2 separate regions of the Rattus norvegicus genome follow, and region 2 is linked to region 1. The links are chromatin contacts, called in public Hi-C maps. All regions are on one chromosome and are shown on one strand. Each heading gives the region's core, a stretch centred on a gene start, on an enhancer-like site or on the middle of the called end of the contact. The rest is flanking DNA. Distances are from core to core; before and after follow the strand shown.

The links. Hi-C and Micro-C count contacts between places; a contact is called where the count stands out from the background.
Region 2: a contact with region 1 is called in a Hi-C map of liver, with 2.5 times the contacts expected there. The contact joins the promoter of Aqp8 here to the enhancer-like site in region 1. A contact is called at or near these places in 3 of 12 Hi-C or Micro-C datasets (the A7r5 cell line, kidney and liver).

Annotation. Positions count from the first base shown.
Region 1 is chr1:187,382,921-187,388,284 of GRCr8, forward strand. Lcmt1 (leucine carboxyl methyltransferase 1) reads left to right here. Exons shown (of 11, transcript NM_199405.3): 9 at 707-798. Among named protein-coding and RNA genes, the nearest start is that of Aqp8, 39 kb to the right of the region's middle. Within about 2 kb of position 3,376, at least 6 of the 93 cell types and tissues checked have an H3K27ac peak or open chromatin away from gene starts, as enhancers often do. A contact at or near this core is called in liver, where this site is marked.
Region 2 is chr1:187,421,287-187,426,232 of GRCr8, forward strand. Aqp8 (aquaporin 8) reads left to right here and starts at 3,157. Exons shown (of 6, transcript NM_019158.2): 1 at 3,157-3,290; 2 at 3,399-3,652. The coding sequence starts at 3,279.

The DNA of each region.
Region 1 (5,364 bases), core at 2,126-4,625:
ACTGGACTATACATGGTTTCACCCTAAATGCTTGTCAAAGAACCTCCTAGTGGAGCTAGCAGACCATGTCACCATGCTCACTCCTCCCAAGTCCACAGTAGCTCCTCATATACCTGATTCTCAGACCAGCTTCCCTGGGAGCTAGTTAAAGGAATGTTTCATAGTGTATTTGATTTGGCTTCTGTCCATGATCTGCACTTTATAGATGACTAGCACAGCTTTGTATCTGATGAATCTGAGTCCCTTTTTAAAAAGTCCTTTATTTGCTGGAGATGACCACCATACCTTTCACTATTTAAGTAAACTTTGTCACATGACTACTAAATGACAGGTTATTAAGCTGAGTGTGGTAGCTCACACCTGTCATCCTACCACTCAGTGGGTTGAGGCAGAAAGATCACATGTTTGAGACTAGCCTATGCTAGCAAGCTCCAAAAACAGCGTGGCCTACATGGCAAAACTCTGAAAGCAGTTAATCATTTAGCCAGCCAAACAAGTAACAGTTGTTGGTGGAAGAGCATGCCGTTTATGTCTCTACACTCTAGTGGCTTTCCCCATGAAAACATTGTGTGTTCAAACAAAAAATGAAAACCTGAAAAGAAAGGTGAAAAAAAACAGGACAACTTTCAGAGAAATCTGTGTGTCTTAGGGCCTCAGGCCTATATACTGCGCTTTGAATCCTCCATGTGTCTCTACCCCCTTTCAGAAGGAACGACTGCTGTTGAATGGGTGGGAGACGGCGTCTGCAGTGAACATGATGGAGCTGTACAGTGGGCTTCCTCGGGCAGAGGTAAACAGGTATGTGAGTGCCGAGCCCAGGCTCCAGATGATTGAGTCAGAGGCTGACTGTTCTTTAACGTGAACACGGAGCTAATCTTAACCAGACTTATTTTGAAATAAGATAAACATTGGTAAGAGTAACTTATTAGCCACTGGCTGAGAAGCACCTTTGTCAAAGCAAATGATTTGAACCTAAATAACCAGTTACACCCAGAAAATTCCACAGCCGCCTCTGCTGTGGAAACTGTAATCCCTGTCTTGGAGAGAAAATGATGTTGTCATGACTTCTAAGGGAAGCCATCTTTAAATAACATCCCTTAATGGACTTAGATGACACCTTTAAATGGAGTCTTCCTTTGTTATGGAAGAAAGTTATATTGACTGTTCTAAAACTATTTCATGCCGAGGGCATGAAGTCTCATGCAACCACACTGTACAGTTATTGCTTATCAACAAGTTGGGCCTATCCTCCAATGGTGTCTACACACATATTTATTGATACATAGACTTCTGGCTTCTAAATCAGTGAGTTCATACTGTGTGCAGTGGTCACAGAAATCATGCTCCCCTTTTAAAGCTTAATGGATCATATTTATATTTGTAGTATCAGAATATTAAGGTCTCCACATTCTGTCTGCATGTGCATAAGGCTTGCATAGCAACATACAGAAGACTAACTGGTACTGTGGTAATTTTAAAGACATTTAAAAATGGCCAGATCCATATGCTTAGTATGGTCTTGCATTGTATTTATTTTAGTGTCTCCATTAACAGTGCTAGGTAGTATCATCTGTGTTGGTGCTTACTTGGTTCATTTCTTACTCTGTGCATCCTCTCTGTCCTTTCCCCTTTCCTTTGGAGACCTAGAGGCACAGTTTGGGGTCCATTACAAAGTCATGTGCAGAACCCTTGACCTTGCTGTTCGTCAGATCTTACTGACAGGAAAGTGTTCATTATTTAGGCAGAGTGCTTTGGGAGTGCAGTCTTGTAGGCTGGTGCTCTCTGGATTCTTGTGGAAGCTTCTTTCTTGTGAGGCTGGCTTCCACTGGGTACATGTCAAGGCAATGTTTTGAACAACCCTGGTCTGGCATTTATAATGCAGTTGCTTTGGCAAATTTTATTCTAGACAGCCATCTGGGAATCGCTGGTGAACATCAGCCACAGGGAGGTAACTTTCTTCTGGTCATTCATTTGTCCCATGCAGCCATGGCCTTTACAGACGGCAACATGTAACCCTAACAGAGACAAGAGATGATGGGCTTTGCTTTGTTTACCCTGAAAACGTTTCCTGACCCTGGGTGTCACATGGGTTTTGTCTGCACAAGGGATAAGGGATAAAAACAGGCCACGAGCACTCCTGTTCTCAGGAGCCCACATGCTAGTGAACAGCCTCACAGTTGCACTGTGTCCTGCTAGTGATGGTTGCTCCATTCTGGAAGCTGCATTAGACCCTGTGCTTTCCTTTCTAGAACATTATTAGGTAATGTGCCCTGGATGTTTTGTTAGTCAGCATCTGTTACTATGACACATCTGAAATCAACTTAGAAAAGGGGTATTTTGCTTCACAGTGTGGAGATTCATCCCAGGGTTAGCTAGTCATTACTTTGGTACTGTGTTAATGTATGTAGCAGAGCACATGGTCCTCTCATGGCCAGGAACCAGAGGAGATGACAGGCAGCTGAAGGCAAGCAGGGCACCCACTGCTACCTGGAAAGTCTTCAAAACATTTGCATCTGGGTTGTTTGGGGCTGTCCTTGCTGTAACTCCTGGGCAACACTGTTTCTTTATTCCTGTCCTAGTAACTGTACCATGGGCCTAGTATCCTGCCTCTCTTCTACCAGGGCTGTCTTTGTTTGGTTTTGGTTTTGGGGTTAATTACTTTTCTGTTCCTGTGATAAAACACTCAAACCAAAAGCAGCTTGGATGGAAAAGAGCTTATACTTCCAAGCTGTAATCCATTCTTGAAGGAAGTCAAGGTAGGAGCTCAAGCCACGAACTGAAGCACAGACCATAGAGGAATGTTGCTGACTGGCTCATTCTATCACGTCTGTGCTCTCTTTCTTACACAGTCCAGGACCTCCTGCCTAGGGATGGTACTTCTTGTAGTAGGCTGGGTCCTCCTGCTTCAGTGAGCAGTGGAGACTGTGCTATAACCGTGCCTGGGGACCATCTGATCTAGACAGTTCCTCAAAGGCTCATTCTCAGGTGACTCTTGCTTGTGTGCAGTTGATAGAAAAACTAACTTGACCATTTAAAATCTTTATTTTTATTTAAGTGTGTGTCTGTCATGCATGCTGTATTTGTGGGGTTTTGTGAGCCAGACAAGTACAGAAGATCCCCGAGAGCTCTTTACAGGTCGTTGTAAGCTTCCCCATGGGTGCTGGGATTCAGGTGTCCTCTGCAATGAGTGCTGAGAACAGGAAGAGCAGGAAGTGGCCCCGTTTTGTTTTGTTTATTTTCCCCTCCAGGCTGGGCTACATTCTTTCCAGTCTTTCCACTCCTGCACTTTGGCACTGAGTCTCACTGTGGACAGTCCTGCTGCAGGGGACCATGGGCTTTGTACCAGACAAACTAGTCCGTTATTTTTCATCTCCACCCACACACAGCCTTTGGCATGGGCACAGTCAGTTTGTCACAGTGTGACAAGGCTGGTCTCAAGTCCAGTTCCCACACCAGTTTCCTTTCCACCATAATGTCTGCTTTTCACCAGCATCTCAGCCTCGCTCTTGCCTGCCCCTCTGCACTTCCCACACTCCTCCAGCACACCGTGCCTAAAGGCTGTCCAGCAGTCAGGTCTGTGGCAGCAGCAAAGCATGTCTTAATCTCTGTGCCAATATTCTACACTACTTAGCTTTCTGCTACTAATAACAGTACTTGAAACAATGCTGTGTAAAGTGAAAATATTTATTTTCCTTAGACTTTTAGAGGCATCCAGGCTACGACTGGTGGACACCATTACTTTTGACCTATTGTGAAGTCACATGATGACAGGAACTTGTTAGAGCAAAAGTTATATGACTCATGACCTTGTAGCAAAAGGAAAGACGAAGAATGGACTAGAACCTCACAGTTCTATTTGGGGACACACCTCCAGGTTCTTAAATTCCTCCTGCTAGGTCCCTTAAAGACTCCACCACCTTTCAACAGCGCCGCCCTGGGAAGAAATCCTTCAGCAGATGGGCCTTCAGGTTACTCTCACTCAAGCCATGTTAGATGCCTTTCAGTAGGAGCAGTTGGGATGCAACCACAGTACATTGTGGAGAGTCATTCTCCCTCCAGAGGTGGTCCTTAGGCTCCCAGGCCATGGCAGGGATGAGTGCTCAGCTATACACACATGCATACACATGGGCACACACCATGTGCACACAGACTGGAAGTGGCCCTCGGAGATTACTAGCACACAGTGGGGGTGTGGACCCTTGTTTACTTCATTCTGATACTCTTTGTTTTTCCCTCAGTTTTCCTAATAATGTGACTATATTCCCGTGGAGAGAGTACAGAGTATTGCCATTTTGTTTGCACGTGTTTCTGTATATATTTATTTACATTTAAAATGCTTTTTTTGGTAAAGTTATACCGACTCTCTGATTTTTCAAATAACAAAGAATTACAGAGTAAAAACCAAAGGAAAACATTTCTGTCATCCACCACCCATTTGTTTGCTACCTACCTCGAGACAACTTACTTTTCTAGCTTTGTTTGCGTTTCCCAGATTATTCTATGATTCCCAGAATGGGCATATACTAAGCACACATCCCATGCCGGCAGCCTGTCTGTAACTCAGGGCTTGTCTTGGAAGTACCCATGCTGCCATGCTAATCCACATGGCAAGCGCTCGTTCATATCCTGGCCCACAGACCCGATGTGTGAGCGTGTTTTAGTTCACTCAGGTGGCCCTCCGTAGTTCAGTTTTTGCTTGTTGCTAGGTTGGGGTCGTGGTGCGGTGAAGTGCCCTTGGCCTTGTGTCTGTGTACACAGGGTAAATTCTAAAGAGGAGGGTTAGTCTCGGCCAGAGGATGTCCTTTGTGTGAAAGAGGCCTAAGTGTCTTCCAGGAAGGCAGTCCTGTTTTGTCATCTTACTAGCAGGTGACAAAGTGTCTTTTCTTCCCTGTCCAGCTTTCAACCTTTGTCTGAGAGTTGAAAAACTGTCATGTTGGCTAGTTTTATGTCAACTTGACACAAGCTAAACTCACCTAAGAGCAGGAATTGAGAAAAATGCCTTCATATGATCCAACTGCAGAGCATTTTCTTAATTAGTGATTGACAGGGGTGGGCACAGCCCATTGTGGGTGGGGCCATCTCTGGGCTTACAGTACTGGGTTCTATAAGAAAGCAGGGTGAGCAAGGCACGAGGAGCAGTTCGGTAAGCAGCACCCCTCTGTGGCTCTGCATTAGCTCCTGCCTTCAGGTTTCTGCCCTGTGTGAGTTCCTGTTCTCACTTCCCGTGATGATCAACAGTGATGTGGAAGTGTAAATTGAATAAACCCTTTCCTCATCAACTGGCCTTGGTCATAGTGTTTCATCACAGCAATGTATCCCTAGACAGCTATCCTGTGTCTTTATTTAAATTTGTTTTCTCATAAA
Region 2 (4,946 bases), core at 1,907-4,406, 38 kb after region 1:
TGTACAAACCAGGCTAAGCAGCCCACTGGTATCTGGGGATCCTCTTGCCTCTGCCTCCTGCCCTGCCTCTTCATCCGTGTGGTAGGAACTCTGGAATTAGGATTTGCTGGACCACCTCAGGTTTTATGTGAATTCTGGACATTCAAATTCTGGGGATCAAACACGTTTCATGCTTATGGAGCAAGGACTTTACCCACTGATCCGTCTCCCCATTTCTAGTTTGAATGGAAACAGGAAGTGGTGCTGATCTTGGCAGAGACAGAGAGAATTGTTCTGGAAGCTCTGTTGGGAGGACGTGTGGTGACTATCTTATCTTGCGCTCACAGGGACTGAAGAAGCATACTGTACACCGTGATGCTGGGGTAGAAGGAGGCAGGACACAGGACAAGATAAGAAGATAAGCAGCGTGAAAGTAGGGCCGAACCCTTTGGCCATACAAAGATGGGTAGGGGAGGCCTGTGTCCCTGCTCTGGTTTGCAAGGCAGTCAATTGTCCGGGTGTATCTACTTCTGCCTGGAGTGTATACTTTTAATCTGCACCAGTGTGCTCAAGGTCTTTAGTCTCTTTGTGTCTCCTTTAATCATCTGAAAGTAAAGACAATGAATAACAGGGCTAATCTCAGGGCTGTTGGGAAGAGAGTCAGCCTGATGGTGGGACTGGATGCATATGTTGTGCACTCTTGGTGAGTGCTAGAGCTGATCATTAAACTCCAAGCCTTAATATTAGTCCTCTACTCCACACACACAATCTGACCAGCGCTCTCGGCCTAGCAGAACCCCAAAACTCAAACTCAAGGGTTAGAATAGTAATGGACTCAAGCAGCTATTTAAATATTTGTGACAAGAAGAGACACCATCTCTCTCTCCTCCCTCCCTCCTTTTTTCCCTCCCTCTCTCCCATCTCTCTCTGTCTCTCCTGTCCTGATAAGTCTCTTGAAAGCTAATGGAGCATAGTTGAGCTTATAGAGTCTTTTCTCCCAATAGTGGCAAAGTGTACACAACAGAAAACGGAACACTTTAACTGTTGTAAGTGCACAGTTTAGTGGCATTAAATATCCTCCACTGTTTGTTACCTGTCTCTACCATTCATCTCGAGAATGTTCTCATCTCCTCAACAAAAACTCGCTCTACTTCAGGCTCCGGAAACCACTAATTAAAAAAACCCAAACATGTTTGTTTGTTTGTTTAGAGAGGAAAAGAGAAAGAGAGAGAGAGAGAGAGAGAGAGAGAGACAGAGAGACAGAGAGACAGAGACAGAGACACAGAGACAGAGAGAGACACAGAAAGTGTCTGGAGGTCAAAGGACAACTTGCAGGGGTCGGTTTTCCCCTTCTACCACCCAGGTAAGTCTTGGAGATCAAATTCAGTTATCAAGCTTGAAGAAAAACTATTTTTACCCACTAGGTCATCTTGCTGCACTCCCCCTCCTCTGTTCCTACTTTAAAAAACAAAATTAAGACAAGATCTCATATATCCAGGCTGGCACTAAGCTTTCTGTGAAGCTAAGGGTGACTCTGACTCCTCCTGCACTCACCTCCCACCTGCTAGAATCACAGTCGTGGATCACCACATCAGGTTCTGCGTGGTGCTGAGGAGAGGGTCGAACTCAGGGTTTAGTGTCCGAAACATGCATCCCACCAACTGAGCTCCATCCTGACCCCATCCTTCGTGTTTATAAACCCTCCTGTTTGGGTACCTTATATAAGTCGAATTACACTGTCCATTTGTGACATTTCACTGTTTTTATGATCTTAGGCTTTATCATCTTGAAAAAGAGCTTTCTCTTCTGTGGCATGCTGTAGAGATAGTACCCGCCTCCTGGTGAACGTGAGGCAAGGTATACAAGGCTCTTAGCCAGCTGTTGGCACACACAGGTGTGCAGTGTAACACCCAAGTGTGTATGGTAAGGCCGGTGGACATCAGTACATATGCAGTGTTGTACGTGGGTATCTATGTGGATATTACAGATCTGAGGAGAAGTGGTGTAGCGCAGACGGTGAGGGTTTCCTCACGGAAAGTGCTACCGCTCTGAAGGGGAAGGTTTCCTGGCAGTGGGAGCCAAGGAACACCACAAAGCCGTACCGCATAACAAATTTCATAGGAGAGATTTATTGGGAGGGAAAAACCCAGGAGGGTGACTGCCTCTGCTCAGACAAGAAGCAGCAGAGAGCCGAGCTTTGTACTGGGCTTCGGGGAGGCGGGGAGGGTAGAATTTTCCAGGGGTGGGGGTGGGGTGAAAGTGGGGGTGGGGTGGGACAGAACTTTCCAGGGTAGAAATTTCCAGGGTGGGGATTCGTGGACTTCAACTCCTGATCTTGGGCTTTTTACTCTGTAGGGCAAAGATGGACCGCCTGAGTGGCGATTATAGCAGAGTTTTCTGTGAGTGGAACCAGGCGGTTGGAGAGCCTCAGGGGCAAGGCCTGGCCACTTGCATGTGTGAGGGGCTTACGGGTATATTCTGAATTAACGGACTCTGGCACTTTACTGTATCTGGAGCTACCTTGAGCACTTTTCATTTCTTCACTCACTGAAGTCTTGTAAGGTGCCGTGACATTAGCTCAGTCGCTGAAACAGTGAAAGTGGAGCGAGGTCAGTGGCACTCAGTTACGTGGTTAGCTCCTGGCTTGTACAAGCTCACCTCCGATGTCAGTGCAAGCAGGATGAGCGGAGGGGTGCATCTCACTGGTGGTTCCCTGGCTTTGAGTAGATGAGACTGTAGGTCTCACCCATCCCCACTCCACTAACTTTACCATACACAACAGTGCCACATTGTCTCTACTGCCTCAGACCCTCAGCAGCCATCACACACTTGCTGGGCCGGGTGAACAGGGTGGGAAGGAGGCCCACGAGGACTGTGGACTGACAATGGTAGAGGAGCTGGCTGTTACTACTGAGTGTTTCTTCTGGGGGCCCTCCTCATGTCTGGGCACATATGCTGACCACCTTTGGACCTTGGAGAGATGAGGCACTGTGAAGGGGGCCTGGTGTACGCTCCGCACGTGATGCAAGCAGGCCACGCCTTTCCTGTCCCTGGCACTAAGCCCAGCAATCATTGATCCCACGTGGTCCTTGCCCTGTTGAGATTAGAAAAAAAAAGTTTACTCTTCTAGGCCACCTCCCATCCAGGCTTTATTGCTTTCTGGACACCTTTGGTGAACGTCCCCAGTCCTTTAAAAGCGCAGAGTCTAGCGGACCAGTCTGAGTTCTGGAGTTAAGTGAGCACATCTCCTTCAGCTGGTGCAGCTCCTGGAGCTCTGACTCCCACCTTCCGGAGCAGATATGTCTGGGGAGGTAAGTCTGTTACCTGGGCAAAAGCACTAAGGATGTGTTCAAGGCCGGGGATGGGGGCTTCTGTTTGGGAACCTCTGCTACCCGTGTTTCCTGTCTTTCTCCCTACGGCAGACGCCGATGTGTAGTATGGACCTACGTGAGATCAAGGGGAAGGAGACCAACATGGCTGACAGTTACCATGGCATGTCCTGGTATGAGCAGTACATACAACCGTGTGTGGTGGAACTTTTGGGCTCCGCTCTCTTCATCTTCATTGGGTGTCTATCGGTCATCGAGAACAGTCCAAATACTGGGCTCCTGCAGCCTGCCCTGGCTCATGGGCTGGCCTTGGGGCTCATCATTGCTACCTTGGGGAACATCAGGTGAGACCAGATCTCAGTATTTAGCCTAGCGCCGATCTGGGGAACTCTTGGGCACCCACTTACGGCCTTACAAGTGTGGGAGTGGGGTCATCTAGCTCTGCAGCTTGTGAAGCCTATTGCATAGGAATCATGCTCTTACTGTATTTTAAAGTTAGTTTTCGAGCCAACACACACCTATTGCCAGCCATGCCTCTGCCCTATCCTGAGCATGCTACTCTACTCTAGTGAGAAACGTTAAGAAATAGGTTCTGTTATTTCCCGTTTTATATTTGCAAAAGAGGAAAGTCCACACCACCGATATGAGGTATTTGCTAGAAGGTGGTGGAGCCAGGAGTCAAATTCAGGCTGTCTGACTATAGTGCCCAAAGCCAAGTGTCTCCGGGAGAAAGGATCGGGGGTGGGGTGGTGGTGGTGCTCAGTACTCACTACTGTTGCTGTTGCTCTTTGGAAGTGAATTAGAAAAAGCAAAGCCCCAAGTTTGTTTATCCACTGGGGTACACAGGGGCTTCATCCTGACAAGAGGTTTTTTCTTTCTTTCTTTCTTTTTTAAAGCAGAAACGTGACCCTTGGTGTTTAATCTGGGGAGGAGCTCAGTAGAGCGGGTTGAGGGAAGGTGGGCTGTTTCCTAGCAGAGTCAACTGTAATGGCGGATATCCCGCTTGGAACATCTGACTCGGGGAACTGGGATAGAGCTGTTTTCTATCTCACTCTAAATCAGATCTGAGTGAGGACAGAGAACTCACTGTTCTCTAGAAAGAAACAATGGACACTTTATTATCTCTTTAAATGGCCAAGGCGGGCTGTGAGTGGGATGAAAGGCACATGACCTTCTATCTAGGTAGGCCTGGTGGCTTCCTGGCTGGGTGACCAAGGCGAGCCTCTGAGCTTGTATTTAGTTGCGTGATGTAGAAGAAGACACCATGTGGGCTTCGGTGAAGCCCGGAGTATTGACTAGCAGACAGAAATGCCTGCTGAACACGCACCAGCATGTTGGGTTGCACTCTGCTGTGTGGACTGTAGATGGCACTCGGGCCACATTTCTGAAGGGCCAGAGCAAGCTCTGAGGAGTCAGAATAAACCATGGATGTTTCCTTATGCGTTTGTCTCTAAGGCCACCTAGGGCCCGGGTTTAGGGCCTGCTCCACCTATCCCCAGATCTCTCTGTGCCTCTTCCTCCAACACATGGAAGAATGGGAGAGATTTGCTTATGACAGAGATGGCGCTGGCTCCAGCCTATAGGCTGAGCTTGGGGGACAGGTTGACATACATGCTCTCAAGGGACATCCCTGTGTGA